Linked DNA regions of Bombyx mori: region 1 is linked to region 2. Evidence: chromatin contacts called from public Hi-C data. All regions are on one chromosome and are shown on one strand. The core of a region is the stretch at or near the end of the contact, and the rest is flanking DNA. Distances in the headings are between cores, read along the strand shown. Region 1 overlaps LOC101741857 (SH2 domain-containing protein 4B). Region 2 holds the start of LOC101741857 (SH2 domain-containing protein 4B).

Evidence for each region. Hi-C and Micro-C count contacts between places; a contact is called where the count stands out from the background.
Region 1: a Hi-C map of midgut shows a contact between it and region 2, with 1.6 times the contacts expected there. The contact joins the enhancer-like site here to the promoter of LOC101741857 in region 2. A contact is called at or near these places in 2 of 7 Hi-C or Micro-C datasets (midgut and posterior silk gland).

Annotation. Positions count from the first base shown.
Region 1 is chr3:12,455,172-12,460,983 of ASM3026992v2, reverse strand. All of the region lies in intron 2 of LOC101741857 (SH2 domain-containing protein 4B), which reads right to left. Among protein-coding and RNA genes, the nearest start is that of LOC101741857, 66 kb to the right of the region's middle. Within about 2 kb of position 1,658, at least 3 of the 8 cell types and tissues checked have open chromatin away from gene starts, as enhancers often do.
Region 2 is chr3:12,389,091-12,395,747 of ASM3026992v2, reverse strand. It overlaps LOC101741857 (SH2 domain-containing protein 4B), which reads right to left and starts at 3,753. Exons shown (of 11, transcript XM_012688864.4): 1 at 3,391-3,753. It overlaps LOC733128 (glyoxylate reductase/hydroxypyruvate reductase), which reads right to left. Exons shown (of 3, transcript NM_001047075.1): 2 at 6,031-6,292; 3 at 4,799-5,529. The coding sequence ends at 4,894.

The sequences.
Region 1 (5,812 bases), core at 409-2,908, 67 kb before region 2:
CAACTCCAAGGATGGATTTAAAAGGAATGTAATTCTGATTTCTAATGTGGTATGACGTCATAGCGTAAATAGCGCCGCCATCTTGACACTTTTGAGTCGAATTTTCAATTGTATTGGACTTGCCAACGCTTCAGAACGGAACGCATAAATGCATCGTGGCAGCAATGGGTAGGATTGCGTTAACCATCCCTTGCTGGCTCGCAGTAAGGTCCATTTTACATGGTCGTATCACTTGATCTTTCCAATTATCCTTGTAATCTAAATATAGACGAGTATAAAAATGAATTGCTGTTCGTTAGTCTCGCTAAAACTCGAGAACGGCTGGACCGATTTGGCTAATTTTGGTCTTGAATCATTTGTGGAAGTCCAGAGAAGGTTTAAAAGGTAGTTAAATATGAAAATGCTCGGAATTCAATAAAAATAACAATTTTGTTTTTCCTTTGATGTGTCCCCCGTCGGACGGATCCCTTTTGTTTGCTTTAAGTTTATTTTATACAAAAGTTTAGGTTTTTTATTTATCGATTGAGGCACTACGAAGTCTGCCGGGTCTAGCTAGTCTTTTATATTTTTTTTATTTTATTTACCTGATATTAAAATACCGCTATTTTGCTACTGTATTACCTTCATCCAGACATAATGCATGCAGCCTGACATTTATAACTAAACGCAACAATTGCATAGTTCAAAAGTGAAGGCGAAATACCGCGCTCGCAGCTTTCGAAGCTGCCTGAGTTTTTGTTATGGTAACTTGGCAACTAGTCAACTGTAAGATTATTTGGTCTTATTGAAATTTATCACGAATCTCAAAATTTGTTTATACAACCTCTGGGCCATAAAATGTTGATGAAGTTTTATCAGCCACGATGACAGACGAACAGACGGTTAAGATTACAGTCTTTTAAGCCAACAAAAATGTCAATCGATTAGGCTTATTTAAGAATAGGATTGCTAACTTTTACATAGAGCTTCGCTCGCATTAATGTAGAAAAATAATCGCTATAAAAATCGAGAAATAGTACTTTTTCTGGGGAAAAAAAAACCGTATATCCTTTTCTGTATTCCAGATATGATCGGTTCAGTACTAGCGAAGTATACACGTAAGAAATAAATAAAACTGATTTTCGCATTATAATACTATCTAGTATGGATTTGAAAAAAATATGTATGTTTCCAGCGAGAAATTGTCAACATTTTGCGTAAAATTGTTACAAAATTTTGTGTAACAATTTCTTTGTTCTAATATTCTATGTATTCATCTTTCAGTACTCAACCTTTGTAAACCACTGTTAATTAGCGTATAGTGATCCCACACGGGCTTATACTACTAACGTACCTATTTATGCTTTCTATGTACCAAGCTTTGTTATTTACAACTTAAAATAGTCGTTATTCCAATGCCATTGGGTGCAAATGTATATATCACAAAGTTATCGCGGCATTTTCTTAGTGATGTCTATAGTAGTCATTGGTACAGTAAAAAAAAGTAATCTTCTCGTATTTTTCTTGAATAGTACCATAAAAGTTTCTTCACAGATTGTTTCAATACTAATTAATGTATGCAATAGAAGCGAACAATGGCAAGCTTTATATCCGTGGCCAATGAAGAAGAAAGTTTATTGCGCCTTCGAGCCTGTGGGCGCGGTCAAGGACATGACAAACTGCGCGCAACTTGAGAGCTTAATGCACAGATATTTTGTGCATTTGAATACGGTATACGACCGCAAGTTAATTTAACTCAATATCTAATTATTACGTGATAACGTTAAATAATGTGTTTCTCTTAAATACTTCCGAGAAATTATGTGTGGCATATTGACAAAATACCTCTTGTGACATCACAAGATAGTAAAGGAACTTACGCATCACGGTAAGCATCTCGTATTAAATACCTACTTGTAGGCGCGGAATACCCGTAATGGCGGATTGTTACGTCACAGGCGTCGTCACGTGACCGCTTAAAGAAGTTTAAGCGTAAATTATATTGCGAAAATTCTCGAAGAAAAAAACATAGTTATAAAAACAACGGTGCACTGTACACGACATTCGCGGTTAAATTTAACGTTGCGGCTTCGCCTCACTCCATTTCGACTGAATTGATGTCAATTAACACGGCGGCGTTGCATCGATGGAATGTCGGCCATTTTGTTTGTTTTCGGTTAAATACGCGGGAAACGGAATGCCGCGGAACGCAAAACATACTAATTAATCAATAAAGGCAAAATGTACAAGATAATTTAATTTTAAATTGTGCTATTTAGTTCCTCGTTGATTTGAATTACTTAATGCTCATCCCCAAATCATACTTCTTAAAGTGATCAGTGATTTCAATACGCCATTTAAATATTATTTTTAAAGAAATAGGTATAGGTTTGTTTTAAGTCCATTACTATCGAAGATTGGAAAACAACATAGCTTGCGACTTTTAACCAGATAGTTGCTCCAGCCGGAACAACATTATAGCGATTTTCTCCTGGATGTATATCTGGAGTATTTTGTATTTGGAATTCCTCATGATACAATAAAAACTTTCCACGTCTGATTGTAATTATCAGTTAAAATTCAAAGACCATTATTCATTCAAGTTAAAACGCATATTGGTTCGGCTGTATATTCATAGTGCATTTATAGACTATGGCACCCTTTTTTTAATTCATTTTAATGCATTTTAATTCATTTACTGGTGGTAGGACCTCTTGTGAGTCCGCACAGGTAGGTACCACCACCCCGCCTATTTCTGCCGTGAAGCAGTAATGCGTTTCGGTTTGAAGGGTGGGGCAGCCGTTGTAACTATACTTGAGACCTTAGAACTTATATCTCAAGGTGGGTGGCGCATTTACGTTGTAAATGTCTATGGGCTCCAGTAACCATTTAACACCAGGTGGATTGTGAGCTCGTCCACTCAATTATGCAATAAAAAAACGCAATTTTCGAAAAAAAAATTAATACAAAATTCATTTTTCTAAATCTGCATATGATAAACGACTCATGTCAAAAAGAATAGAGCACACATACACCTATTGTGTGTTCTGTCTGTACCAACGTCCATTCTAATTGTTAACGATCTACCTTACTTCACCTTGACCGAAATCATTTCACACTAAAGTATTATTGAGAGCCGTAACTGATATATAGATCATGTAAAAGAAGCTTTAACATTTTGTTTATTCACCGAATTTCGAAACATCCTTCGGTGGTTCACGCAGTAGGGCTGACGGTTCGTGATGGGCTTATTTGTCTAAACTAACTAATGACTAAATTGCTCAAAAAAAAAAAAAAAACTTGACTGATTGCCTCTATACTTCACCCAATTTGATCAATGTTTGGAGTCAATGTGTGCGCAAAATAAATCTTAATTGCAAAAAAAAAAAAAACACAATTTCATAATGAAATAGATAAATATGTCTTATGATGCACAACGGTGATTGCAATCATAACATCACTAAAATTTCTAAGCTCGCAATACATCAGCGTCAATTCAATGGCAAGTGAAACACTGTGGAGTATCATGCGAGTCTCCAAATAAAACTCTAGTATCGATAAGATACTTAAAAAGTAATACATTTAGTAGAAGGGCTCAAGGAACGCTAAAAAATATTGTAAAACTCAGTTTAAACGTCTGTCATACGACGAAAAATTACGCCCTCTTTTTTGTCTTATTCTGTAACAATTTAAACTTCAAAATAACACAGAAGCTACCAGCCCTAACGTAACAGATGAGACCGAGCTACTTGCAATGAAAGTGGGTTGCAAGCAAATTAGAGGTTACACACCGTATGTCACGGACGCGGTTGATTTCCATCAGTGTAAGCTCGCAAGGTTCCTCGAAAACGCTGCGTTTGTATGTCATCAATAATATCCCGATGTAGCTGAAGACAAGTCTGATCCAGATGTTAATTACAAATGTGTCACTAATGTTGTTGCAGCATTTCAGTTATTGTTAGATTAGGCAATATATTATTAGATTTTCTCAGTCCTGGATATTAGAATTTATTAAAAATAACAAATTCTTGGTCGGCGATCGCTTAAATTTGATGTCATTTGCTAAGGTTACCGCTTGCAAACAAGAGCACAAGTAACATATTGAATGTGTTCTGTGAGTTTCAATCTATCTATATATATAAAAATGAATTGCTGTTCGTTAGTCTCGCTAAAACTCGAGAACGGCTGGACCGATTTGGCTAATTTTGATCTTGAATTATTTGTGGAAGTCCAGAGAAGGTTTAAAATGTAGATAAATATGAAAATGCTCGGAATTAAATAAAAATAACAATTTTGTTTTCCCTTTGGTGTTTCGTTTGAGGATTCCTTTTGTTTGTTTTAAGTTTATTTTATACAAAAGTTTAGGTCTTTTATTTATCGATTGAGGCACTACGAAGTCTGCCGGAATCAGTTCTAGTATTTAATACAAATGTTCGGCCCTTAATTACTTGTAGTACTTACAGAGCTGCGATGTGGACATTTACAGTACGGGTAGTCCATCATTTCTAGGTCGCAAACGCTCCAAGCTTCTTTGATGGGAAAAAAAACGAGTGAGATGATTCGACAAAAATCTCTATTCATTAAAATAGCTCATAGCACGATAACGCGCGATTTTGCGCTCGTGTGCGAATATAAAACGCTTGCAATTTCCATTCCAGCGCAAGTGCATTTATGTTAGTGATACACAGTTTTAGCCTTGTTTTGTCTTCGCAGCTGTTTAGCTTCTTTGTAAGCACTATGCCCTCTTTTAAGCTTCGAAAGCAAAACTATAGTATTAATAATGTTCATAAATCGTTAACATGCTGCTTCTTCTTCTTTGTCGTTTCCTCATTACTGAGGGTCATGACCACCTTGGTCCATTTTTTGCACCAGCCTCCTCCAATGTTGCCTGCATTCGGCCTGCTTAATGGCGCCCGAGACGCTGGTGTTTGTGGCCTCCTTGATAAAGTCCGTCCACCTGGTTGGCAATCTTCCTCGACTTCTCTTTCCTTCCACGTGACCTACAACTATTAATTTTTCCAAGTTCTCAGGACGCTGCTAACCAGAGCCAATATTTCATTCAGGTCACGTTGCTAGTATCAAACCTGATAACACAAAGAATGTCTCGCCCCATCTCGAATCAGTCGTGCCAGGATACTAGTGGTAATAAGTTATACCGGTACTGATCGGCATTTTGGTCCTACCCCACTCGTCAAGCATACCTATGTGTTTGGTCTGAAGGGCGGCATAGCCGTAGTTGTAGTGTCTAAGACTCTGACCTAATGTTCGAAAGGGGTCGGAGTCATTTTTCCTGTGACAGTAATGCATAACCTTAAGGCTTAGGTCAGTTCATCTAAGCCAATAAGATTTATCGCCTCCTAAGCGAATGATTCTGCCGCGCTGACGTCACAAGTCCGTTCCGTTGCATGGAAACTAAACAAATTTTAGAGGCAAAGGAATGCGTTAATACCTTTAATTACATAATAAAATTTCTTACAAAACCACTCGTTTACATTGCAACAAACAACAAATAACCGTAAAACACTATAAGCGGTTAAAAATGTGGGTAAATTGCTTTGTGCTGTTAACGCAAGCCATGGTCCATAGCTTTGTAGTTTACATATCGCTATTGGAAACGTAATAATCTATATATTAATACGTGAAGCAAAAACTGTGTACACCTTTTTACGAAAATTGCGCGGACGAAGGAGTATGTAATTTCCTACACTTATAGAGAATATAGAGAAGGAGTTCAGAATGTTAATATATTTTTTTTAAAATGCATAAAAAGTATATTAAATCAATATAAAAAAAACATTACACATTATCATGTATTAGGCACAACACATATATG
Region 2 (6,657 bases), core at 2,504-5,003:
TACTTATATTAAATTGCTTATCTATTTCAACTAAAGACTTATTCCCAATTTCGCTTCGAATAAACCAGATTTTTAACAACAAATTTAAAAAAATATTGTTATAACTACATAGACAACCCTACAAACCTGTACCTATTTATACTTAGGTCGTTTCCATTTCACGTATTCTCATCCCAATTGACCCCTTTTTCGTTGTTATTTGTACCTAAGACGTCCCTAATATCCCCAAAAACAACAGATTTTTACATGTATTTTTATTTAATCAAATACATTAAAACCAATAACAACTGAGACTTACCTTTAATATATATGCTGGTTCAAACACTAAATAACGTTTATAAATCATAGTCGTCTTCTATTATTATCAAATAAATAAAAGAGAGCAAAGTTTCTAGCACTAAAATAATTACCACCACAGGAAGTTAATTTGAAACGCGATTTTTTATAAGTTAGCAGCTATTATCGTGCATATTCAGAGTTATTTTGTGAACTTTCAACATTCTACTATTAAACTACAAAAAATGGAAGATTTTGCAACGAATATAAAACTTATATTGAGCGTCGAAAGATTTTCCCGGTTTTTTCCCGATTCGCCTCTCAATCCCTAAACGCCCCATTTTACCGGTACCTATTTAATTCAATATTTCTTTAACAATTTGCAGATGTTTATAAACTATCTAACTAACGTTTATAGACTAACAATAATGGAATAGCAAGAAGGTAATTGCCATACTTAAAAAAGAAAAAGAGTTACATTTAATTTTCAACTACATATGGTATACCTACTATTGCTTTTTAAATTAGGCCCCAGTTTTAAAATGTCTCCAACGTCAAATTTAACATATTATTTTAATTTTCACTAGGTACATGATTATTTAAGATTTTATACATGGTCTAGTCCACAACAGTGTTTACATTGACTTTGGTTGGCGTTTTAAAGTGAGGTCCCACCACGTATGTCTGTTTGTACGTTACTGGTTTGTCGAAAGGCTTACGCCTCGTGATAGTCTGACAATAAAATTACCCATCTAGGCCATTATGGCAGAAAAAATAGTTATTACAAAACGCTATACTATTAAGTAATATTTGAACCTTTAAACAGTGTTAAAATAGTCGTCAATTGTATTAGAAAATATCGATAATAACGTCCTCATTGTTTTAATCATCGATATTTTAATTATTGACTCATCCTTCATATAGCACCCACTCAGACATGATCATTTATATTTATTACCGAAAATCAAATCAAAAGCTTAATACATTGCGATCTCAGAGCACCGTAGTAAAGGCAGTAGCGTTTATAAAAACTGTGGAGGCAGGCTTTCGCTTAGTGTTTAATAAAGACTAACAGTGGATATAAGAAGCATTCGAAACAGCTTAAATCACCAATTTCAATATTAATATACTGTTAGGCCGGTAAGAGTAATGCCATCTATCGCCGAATAGCCGAACGAATATCAAAGATCTAGTAGCATCTGGAACGCACGAGAAATACAACGCCATCTATTGTCAGATAGCGGAAACACACATCGAAAGTACTCGACTTGTGAGGAATGTTCTCGACGATTCTAGGGATGTCGTATCGGCTATAAAGCATTACAGAAATGGCACGCCGGCAGTTAGTAATCGAAACTACTCGAAGCGAAACAGCGAACGGATCACCTGAAGCGAAGCGGAAAAAACGAATTGAGAATTTTAAAGTATTTGTGAAGTGTTTTAAATATATTTTTTGATAAACACAGTGTTAAGTTGTAATTCGGGAGAATTGTTATTTATCCCGAACCCCGGGGCGTAACAATAACTTGAGTGTTTATGATTACAGAACTTAATTTTCAAGATATCTAATTGATTTTTATAAATTTAATTCATATAAAAGACAGAAATAGTAAATAGTTCTTGCGACGCAAGAGTTTAAGTCCAATGAACTTTGATTACATTAATTTGCATAATTACTACTAGGGCGCGTTGTATACTAACTACTACAGACGGGTCGAGCGAACGAACCGCGTAGCAGTCCTACAAGTGAATCTGCGAAGTTATGCCTCAAAGAGGGGACGCCATTCAGGTTATAATTTGCATATGGGTTCCGATAACCAATTAACACGAGGTGGGTTATGGAATTATTCACACATCGACAAAAATATTTTTTTCCTCTTTGACATGTGTATATGTTTCAATATACATAAATATTGATCGTTTCCAGAGATATTTTTTGCCACGTATCATCCGGCTATGGAATGAGCTCCCCTCCACGGTGTTTCCCGAGCGCTATGACATGTCCTTCTTCAAACGAGGCTTGTGGAAAGTACTTAATGGTAGGCAGCGGCTTGGCTATGCCCCTGGCATTCCTGAAGCTCATGGGCGACAGTAACCACTCACCATCAGCTGGGCCGTACGCTCGTCTGCCTACAAGAGCAATAAAAAAAATAAAAAAACGTTACTACCCGCCGGGCGTAGCTGTCTTTTATTTGTAATTTTTATTGCTTGGATGGGTGGACGAGCTCGCGGTCCACCTGATGTTAAATGGTTATCGGAGCCAATATACATCTACAATGTAAATGCCGTCACCCACCTTGAGACACGAGTTGTAAGGCCTCACTTTTAAGCCCAATAGCCTAATAGCCTCTTAGGCTACCAGCGAAGAGGTAGAGGAAAAAAGATCACTCTAGTGTGTAGTGTAGTTTTGTGTACTGGATTTAATAACTTTTAACATTATGTACTTAATGCATTCTATACATTATCATCTGTGCAAACACTAGACTATAAAAAAAACGTGACAAGCATTGTCAATATCTGCTCTTCAATTAATAATTACGGTTTAATTTCTAATAAGTATCTAACCTACCTTTTAATGCTAATCAATACAATTAACTATATTATGGTTCTAGGGGTTTATTCACCCGCATTGTTAGGTAGATAGGTACCCAATTTATTTATTTGGGTACGTAATTAATATTTTGGCGTTTATAGTTAGGTTATTTAAATGTGGACGAACTTTTACAAGGGCAGACCGCAATTTCAAGCGTGACGGCTTTTTAACATGAAGGTAGGTACTGTGATCTACTGGTCTCTATTCTTTTTTTTTTCATTTTAGTTACAGATAGACATATAAGAATTGGCAAAGGAATTCGGACAATAGCTGTTGGTAAATTTAACAAATTGGCTAATTTGTTTTTTTAAGAACTGAACAATTCTACAACCCAAGTCGTGTTAATGGTTACCGGGGCTCAAGACGTGAAGGCGACGGAAGGTTTATTATTGTCCTATATAGTCAGACAAGCTCACAGCTCACCCGGTATTAGGTGGTCACCATTGGGTACCACCACCAGAATATTTAAAATGAAAGTAACATGACCAAGATTTTTTTTGAAATTTATATACCTAACTTACCTCTCAAGTCACAGCATCCCGGCTCCGTCAAATAAGACCAACGTGACCGAAATTTTATTGAGACGATTCCAATTTCACAGTTATAATAAATTCGTTTAAAGCACGTATAATGTATGGCGGCCACTCGCCCTGCGCACGTGAGCACGCGACGGCCCGCCGATTGCACTGCAGTCTCGCAGACCGCTTCGAAACTTGGTTTAAGCAAAAAGTTTTCACTTGTTTACAGCAGCAAGCCTCACGGTTCGTGATTTTGCCCCACTTTTAAGATATCTCGATCGGTGGACGAGACAGTGAGCTTATCCTTGGTTTAGTCGTAAATCGCACTGTTAAAATCTAATCTAAAAAACGGTCAGAGTGCTTAGTGCGAGTTTCTTAACGTGCTCGATAGCGTAAAAGTTAACCCAATTTTATGCAGTTGGAACGGCGCCCCTAGCGGCAAACGTACGCAAACGATCCCATTCCATACAAATATGAGTTAACTTTTACTCTATCTGAATCCTATTTTCTGATTAAAACATGCGCGGCGGACCGCATGAAAACAAGATGAAGTTTTCTGGTAAGCCCTATTCTAAAAAACAGTCCACACATGGAAGGCCAGCCAGACGCTAGATTGAACATACCTTATGTTATTATATCTGTATATCTGTCTTGTAAAGACAAAATAAAAGGAATCGGTATATTTCTGCTTTATAGGCAGTCGTGATCATGACTTACCTGGGTTTAAGTGCTTACTGAAGCTCATAGACAATATAACTTGTGATTTGCTACCCTCTTTGAGATATTGAGGTTGAAGTCTTATGAAGTCGTCGTGGCCTAAAGGATAAAACGTCCGATGCATTCATGTTGAGTGATGCACCGGTGTTCAAATCCCAGGCGGGTACCAATTTTTCTAATGAAATACGTATTCAACAAATGTTGAAAATTAACTTCCACAGTGAAGGAATAACATCGTGTAATAAAAATGAAACCCACAAAATTATAATTTGCGTAATTACTGGTGGTAGGACCTCTTGTGAGTCCGCGCGGGTAGGTACCACCGCCCCGCCTATTTCTGTCGTGAAGCAGTAATGCGTTTCGGTTTGAAGGGTGGGGCAGCCGTTGTAACTATACTTGAGACCTTAGAACTTATATCTCAAGGTGGGTAGCGCATTTACGTCGTAGTTGTCTATGGGCTCCAGTAACCACTTAACATCAGGTGGGCTGTGAGCTCGTCCACCCATCTAGCAATTAAAAAAAAAAAGGAATTATGCTGTTTAATGGCTGTAATGCTATACAAACAGGAACAAATTACCACTTTGTGTGCCACCTGCCAGTTTAGCCTTCAGGATACAATCTATCACCACTGAGTTCTATTTACAAATGTTATAGTAACAAAGCTACATTGGAAACCAAGGATAATAATGGGAAATAATTTTCATGAATTTTATTCATGGTTACTAATTTGACAAAATGCATAGCAAATACTCTTTCTTATACATGAATTTTAAAATAAGAGTCAAAGTTTCACTTCAACTCAGCCGGCATGTCAGTACCGTGAAGGGCAGCTAGTATATTCCTTGCTGTTAGTTCACTCATGGTGTTCCTAGCTTCAATCGTAGCACTTCCTATATGAGGTAGAACCACACAATTGCTCAGCTTGAACAATGGATTATCCAAAGGTAGTGGTTCAGGAGACGTAACATCCAAACCGGCTGCCCTGATCTTATTGGTTTTCAGTGCTTCAATCAAAGCATCTTGATCTACAGTTCCACCACGACTTGTATTTACAAAAATGGCTGTATCCTTCATCTTTTCAAACGCTTCCTTGTTGAATATCTCTTTAGTTTCAGGAACTAGTGCTGCACAACAAATCACAAAGTCGCTTTGGGTGAGGAGTTCATCGAAACTGACTTTGACAGCACCAGTTTCCTTCTCTTCAGGTCTATGACTGCGATTAAAATAAATGATTCTTTCTGTGTTGAATGCTTTAACCCTTCGTGCTACTGCCTGACCTATTCTCCCAAATCCAACAATGCCAACAGTGGCACCAGCCAGTCCAGGTCCTGTCATCCAAGTGGGTGCCCATGAAACCCAACCACCGGTTTTGGCTTCATGTATAGCTTCAGGAACTCGACGTGATGTAGCCAAGAGCAGGGCTAGCTGAAACCGAATACAACTCTCGCTGATTTTCAAAACATAAATAATTAATATAAGTATTTGGTTTTATTCATAATGCCTTATCAAGTCTTTGTAAGCATGTTATAAGATCGTCAAAGAGCATTATCTATATTAATATTGGTTTGCACAAAGATGGCTTATAACCTGGATTAACATAGGAAACTTTTTACAATGGTAAATAACATAACCAGACCAATCTATTTTTCTGTATCTATTAATCTGTTTATCTACTATAGTAAATATGCCACAAAGTTACGTGAAGCGAAATGGAGTGACAACAGCAAGTGTTCATCTTAGAAAAATGATAATGTGTTTCTTTCTTTCTGAACCACTAATATAATGCAAGTGAAAATAATGTTGTATGGATAAAATTCTGAAGAAGATAATGGCTATGGCATGGTAAATATTTTACTTAACTAGCGATTATTAACATGCAAGAATGCTTCAATGTTAGAAGATGTATACTTTGTAAATAAGACTTACAGTTAATTCAGCAGTAGCATCAGTCAAAACATCCGGAGTGTACCCAATACGGACACCCCTTTTCTTGCATTCTGCCACATCAATATGATCATGGCCCACAGAAATAGTAGCCACAACCTTCAAACTAGGTCCTGCTGCATCTAATAGCTCCGTGTCAATCTTATCAGTTAAAGAACAGTAGATACCATTAACACCAGCAACTTCTTTCAATAACTCAGCTCTCGGCACTGGAGAAGGTTGATTCCATAGATTAACATCACATCTGGAACATGTTTTGTATTATCAATTTGATGAAGTTTACTCATTATTTCATAACAATGTTAAAAGCTTATACTGAATGCCAAAACCTATTTCTTATAACTTGTTGTCATAGTTAGTTGAGTCTAAGCCTACTGAAAGATTTTGGTACTCTATTTTCTAATTTCTGTCTTTATTTGATTAGGTATTCAATTACAATTTGACCCACCTGGTGGTGGGTGGTTACCCCATGGACTTCAGCAATGCCAGGGGCAGAGCCAAGCCGCTGCCTACTGTTAAATTGTTATTTTTCATAAATTAGGTTTTTTATTATTGAAATAAAATACTTAAGATGAAAAACTTGTGAAAATAAAACAATAACTAATGTAT